Linked DNA regions of Rattus norvegicus: region 2 is linked to region 1. The links are chromatin contacts, called in public Hi-C maps. All regions are on one chromosome and are shown on one strand. The core of a region is the stretch at or near the end of the contact, and the rest is flanking DNA. Distances in the headings are between cores, read along the strand shown. Region 1 has its middle 36 kb from the start of Zdhhc13. Region 2 holds the start of E2f8 (E2F transcription factor 8).

Region 1 (2,780 bases), core at 245-2,744:
GGAGGCAACATTCAGTTGCAGATCCCAGTGGGCTCCATTTCTTTCAGGGTCCCCTCAACAATGACATTGAAGATTAGAACCTGCTGGTTATGGCCCGTTTATGAACCACTTACGCGTGGAAGGGCCCAGGCCTCTTCAACTGGCTGAGGTTGGGAAAGGGAAAGCTGACTGGAGAGCCACTAAGCGTTCTCTGCAGATCTCCTCCACAACTCAGACTTTCGCCAATACCCTGTCGGAACCTGGAGGAGGAAGCTGTGCTTCTGAACCACTAGGATTATGGACGATTAAGTCATTCTTGAGGGTGTGCCCAGAGTCCGCCAAGAGAATGGCAGCATCTGACACAAGCAACAGCAAAGGTAACTCAGAGGTCATTGTGCCAGTTGCCCCAGGCAGGCATTTCTTTGGCCCCTCTCTCTCTCTCTCTCTCTCTCTCTCTCTCTCTCTCTCTCTCTCTCTCTCCCTTCCTTCTTTCCTTCCTTCCTTCCTCCCTCCCTCCCTCCTTCCCTCCCTTCCTTCTTCCCTCCCTCCCTTCCTTTTGCATTTGCATTCAATATTGCTAAATTCAGTGGTGTCCCTTATTATTCATGGAAAGAATGCTTACTTTAAAACTTGCCTGAATTGTCTGAACTCCATTTGAACAACTCACTCACTCTGTGACATTTGAAAGCTCTCCTATGAGAACTTTCTCTTGGGGACCTTTGAGTTCAATAAATAAGGCTTGTAATAAAACATTGGAGAAAACCGAGGCTTTTTTAATTTTTAACTTTTATTGGATACTTTTTAATTTACATTTCAATTGTTATTCCCTTTTTCAGTTTCCTGTCCGTAAGTCCCCTATCCTCTCCCCCTCTCCCTTCTTATGAGGGTGTTCCCCCTCCCCAACCTCCCCCTTCCTGCCCTGACATTCCCCTACATGGGGGCTGGGGTTCCAGCCTTGGCAGGACCAAGGGCTTCTCCTCTCTTTGGGCTTTCTGGATACAACACCCCTGGTTATGAGCATCTTCGGATCATTGTTCACTTGCTCCAGAGTGCTATCCTCCGGCTCCAGCCATCATCCATCTCTGAGTAATTCTCACCAGCTGCTATGGGGGTCTGTCCTCTGGAACTACAGGGATGTATGTACCTCTCCTCAGAGCCACTGGTGATGGCAACATTATCCAAGGTGAAATCCTCCCCCTTAGGGAGGTATGGGAGAGAGTACTGCTTTAGGCCTCAGAAAGACTTAGCTTTAAACCTTACCTCAACAACTCATTCACTCTGCGACTAAGAAACTCAGCCTCTCTGAGCCACAGTATAGCCATCCATGAATCAAGTTCAGACGTCTCTGGCATTGTGAAATTGTGACCTTTGTCCATCATGGGCACTCAAAACCAACGCAAAACCCCACATTATCTTCCCGTGTCAAGATCCACTCATTTTCAAACAGTTACCTAGTGTTTACTTATTTACTTATTTTGCCCAGTACTTTGCTCGGTGCTAAGGACTAGACTAGAAAATGGAATGTGGTGTCACACAGACCCACATTCTCACCCAAACTTCCCCCTGACTGGGCTACTGATGGAGAGAGCAGACTGACTGTGGATCCCAGCATTCTCCTCTCCGAGCCTTGTGCCTTCCTGGGTCTTTCTAAGTCCACCCTCACCCTACATCTCCTCTGTACAGGGATGCTGTGGGACAGTGTGAGGTGGGGTTTATGGAGGTGTTGTCCCAGCTTCCTGGTGGAGCTTGGGGATACTGCAAGAGGCCATCACAACATCAGGGGGCAGGGAGGCTGAATACAAAGCGAACCTTATGGGGAGCACAAGATGGGGGCATTTTACTTTGGGAATTTAAAGCAAATTCATTCCTATGTCATTTTATTGCTCTAAGTGCTAGACCCAGGATGGCTTCCTCCGTTTACCTTCTTCCCAGAGAAGCAGACTTTGTATGTGGAGGGACAAAGTTCCATCTCTGTGGCTGGGCCGTGGATATTTAATGAATGCCTTTCCCATTAAGGATGAAAACTGTACCAGTCAGACATTCTCAATTGCAGCCGAAGAGTCCAGTCCTGTCTCTGGCTCTAAGAAACCCTCATTAGTCTATGATGGCTACTAGCTGATGGTTTTGATGGTGCAGGCACTCAGCCTGCAGTTGGGAGAGAGGGAGTGTCTTACCTTCCTTGAGAGTTAAGAAGGGCAGCGATGGGACTCAGGGTTGGTCGGTCTTCTGCCGTCAGCTTAAGTCTAAGGCAGTCACACAGACTGGAGGGTGTGAAGGAAGCTGTTGGCAGGAGATGGTTCAGGAGGCACAAGGTCACCTTGAAAGCTCCAGGCAGAACAGCTCTGAGCCCACTTCCTAGTGGCCATGCCTGCGTCGGGAACTGCTCAGAACCGACTCTTTGTCAGTTGTGCTCTCTGAGGGACTGAAAGGCAGCAGTTGACAGAGTTGTCAAAATGGATCCTCATCTTTCTCTTTGAGCAACTGGACCTTGAGAGGAGCAGGTGGAAGGAAGCAGAGTCTGGTTTGGTCCCACTCTCAGACACCACACAAACTCTTACCCATTCCTGCTCTGGATCTTATAGAAAGACAAAGCTGTGCTTTGTAACAGGGGTAAGTCCCAGGACACTGGGGGAACCATGGATTCTGGTGCAGGGATGTGGGAACAGCCTGAGAGGTAAATGTCTTATGAGCCACTAAGTGAGGCTGAAGCAGTGTCTGGATTCTCAGACACAGACACACGAGAAGAGCCTCTTTTGGAACACACTTTCCAACTCACAGGACAGACTTTAAGGCAGGACAGC
Region 2 (2,911 bases), core at 310-2,809, 130 kb before region 1:
CGTAGGTCGGAGCCCTTCTGGAGGCCGAAGACACAAAGTTAAAAGCAGGAAGAGCCCAAACCACAATCTTAGATGTAAGCGGGTTGGGCAACATGCGGTCCAGGCGACCCCGGGAGTGATCAGAAAAGGGGAAATGCTACAAGGCAAAGGAAGGAGCAAAAGAACTCGAGCACGGAAAGGCAGCGCTGGGGTGCCGACCCTCGTTTTCCACTTCTGCAAAATGAGGGTTTTGGACGAGTTGGTCTCCTAACTCTAAAGTTCCCTGGACCCATTCAATATACCAGGCCAATGTCAGGAGGCTCATAAAAGGAAAAGCAAGGAAAAGGAAGAAAAGCGGGAAAGAGCAAAGAGAAGGGATTGGAAGACACAGGACACTGGGGACAGGCTTGGCGGGTTTTCTGAGCTTCTCTGCCTCCTCCCACACCTGCGTGTTCAGAGATCCGCCGTGGGATCCGCTCTTTCCTCCTCACACGTTTTTTGTTTTGTGTGTGTGTGTGTGTGTGTTTGTTTCTTTTCTTTTTTTCTGGAAGCCGTGGGTAGAAGCTGCTGAGCAGTCATGCAAAGGGTGGCAGAGGGAAAAGTGTCGCTAGGGTCCAGAGGGCAGGTGAGCAGACCCGGGGCTGCGCACGGGTTGACGTGGCACCAAGCTGGGGATGGCGGGGAGCCCTCGAGTCCCAGCCAGCCAGCCCTGGAGAAGCCAAATTTCATCCCCCCAACTTCGATCTCGGATAAAGGGTGTTTGCAAAAAGAAAAGAGAAAAAAAAAAAAAGGAAAAGTTTTTGAGGACTTTTCCCCAAGTCTGGTTGTAGGCGGGGTCGGAGGGCGGTGCCTACAGTCTGATTCGCCGCGGCGGCAGTGCAGAGGCGCGGATTGGCGCACGGGGCCCCGGGCCGGGAGAGCGGGCGTGGGGGGAGGGGAAGCTCCGCGCCCGCGGGAGCGGCTCGCGCCGGGAGCGGGTTAATTTCAAATCGGGGGCTAGACTGCTCCGGGACGGCCACGCTCCCGCGGCCCGCCCTCCGGCCCCCCAGTCCCGGCCCTGGTGCCGCCCTCTGGCACCCACCTCTGCGCGGCGGGGCTAAGCGAGTCTCCTTGAGACGCGCTGGCTCCCTGAGACGCGCAGCCAGAATTCGGGGCCACCCCGGACCTTCAGCCCTGGAGGAGGATTGACAGGTGAGCAGGGAGCAGACTGTCGCGGCGGAGCTGCGGGATCCCGGGAAGGCCAGGGTAAAGGCGGCCGTTTCCCGCCTCCCGCCCCGCCGGGGCCCGTGGGGAGGAGCCGAGCTCCCGCGCAGAGGACGGGGGAGGGGCTCGCCCGCGCTCCAGCCCCGCGCACTCGGGGGCGGTGCCAGCTACGGTCCCGCTTTCCGCGCCAAATTTTTAAATCGAAGGCGGAAGGTCCGGCCCCGCCTCGGGGACCACTGGCCAATCGCAGGCCTTCGCGGGGCTTACTGATTGGCTAGGAGCCGTCGCCCTGGAAACCGGGAGATGCTGTCTGGCGTCTCCCAGGGGCGGTGCAGTTGGCAGGGAGGAGGAGCCAGTGCTTGCGCCGGGCGGGAAGCGGGCTACTACGGGGGACTGTACCTGGGACCCGGAGCGCAGCTTACCGTACGCCTTGGCGTCGCGGTGATTTCGGCATCTAGTGAACCCCTACCTCGCCCTAGTACTTCGCGTGTTGAAAGAAGCCTAAAAAAGGAGGTCCGAATCCCAAAGCTCTCTGTAAATGCCCCGTCCTGCGCTTAGAGCGCAGAGACTGAATTGGAGGGTTGTTCTCAGGCCACTTCCCAAGTCCTTCCCTCTGAGCCTGTGCACGTGTGTGTCAGGCGAGAAACTTCAGGATCTCCCCCGATGCAGGCTCGGTGTGCGCTCCTTCGGAACCCGGGCTCGTGCGCTCAGTCCGCAGCCCGGATCAGTGCACAGGTGGGTGCTTGCTACAGCCATCTCTGAAGGTGAGGGAGGACTGTCACTGCAGATTCTGTGTTTGCTTGAAGTCTCGTGACAGAAGGGTTTGATGGAGGAATTTACTGCAGTCTGTTGGCGCGGTCTGCCTAGAGGCGCTGTCTGCCCTCGAGGGGGGCAAAAATAAACCTGGTTTGTCATTTTTTTGTTTCTTTGTTTCTGGGGCTCTTGTGTACCGGCTCTTTTCCATCGGCTCTTAATTCTCGCTTTACTTTTTTTCCCTTTAAGGGTAGTAAAAATCTTTAATCGATTGGACTACTTAAACCATTGGAATTTGGGGAGGAACTTCAGATTTTTCGTTTTTAAAGACACACTAAATGTATGAGGAATCGACAAAATGGAGAACCAAAAGGTATTTTTAAAGTTCAGTCTACATTGTTGCAATGTCAAATGAAGTATCATCCTGAGTTTTTCCTTAATAAGTTTTCGTTAAGTTTTTCCTCTGATAGTCATGAATGCTGTATCTTTTTGGTTAACTTTTACAGAAATCCAGAAGGAAATTTTAAAGTAATCTTTCTGTTTCAAAAGTTTAGTGTAAATTTCACATAGATGGGGGAAGTTGGGTTTTTTTAAGTACTTTAAAAAATAACATTTATATATTATTTATATGAGCCATTGGAATTCAGAAAGGTCATAATTTGATATTGGATTTCTTTGTAAGATAACATTCAAAATGTCAGCCTTTTAACCTACTGGGCCTCGGAATGCTGTTTATGACAAATCTCCCGGAAGCTTTTAGATGTTAGCTAAATACTGTCCTTGGCAGTTTTCACTGAAACCCCATCCTTGGGTCAGCACCTCCTGAGGGCACCATACTAAACCGAAAATTCAGGTGCCAGCCCCATGCGACCTCACTCTGCCTGGCGTCCTCTTTTGCTAAGCAGCAGATTCGGCAGAAACACACACTGGAGGGCACTTGATGAGCCCTCAGTTTCATGATTGTAGTAGGGGATTG

Evidence for each region. A called contact is a pair of places that touch in the nucleus more often than the background predicts.
Region 2: a Hi-C map of kidney shows a contact between it and region 1, with 4 times the contacts expected there. The contact joins the promoter of E2f8 here to the enhancer-like site in region 1. A contact is called at or near these places in 10 of 12 Hi-C or Micro-C datasets (the A7r5 cell line, Schwann cells, frontal cortex and 6 more).

Annotation. Positions count from the first base shown.
Region 1 is chr1:107,586,170-107,588,949 of GRCr8, reverse strand. No RefSeq gene overlaps it. Among named protein-coding and RNA genes, the nearest start is that of Zdhhc13, 36 kb to the left of the region's middle. Within about 2 kb of position 1,494, at least 1 of the 93 cell types and tissues checked has an H3K27ac peak or open chromatin away from gene starts, as enhancers often do. A contact at or near this core is called in kidney, where this site is marked.
Region 2 is chr1:107,718,657-107,721,567 of GRCr8, reverse strand. E2f8 (E2F transcription factor 8) reads left to right here and starts at 1,559. Exons shown (of 13, transcript NM_001100580.2): 1 at 1,559-1,917; 2 at 2,185-2,308. The coding sequence starts at 2,294.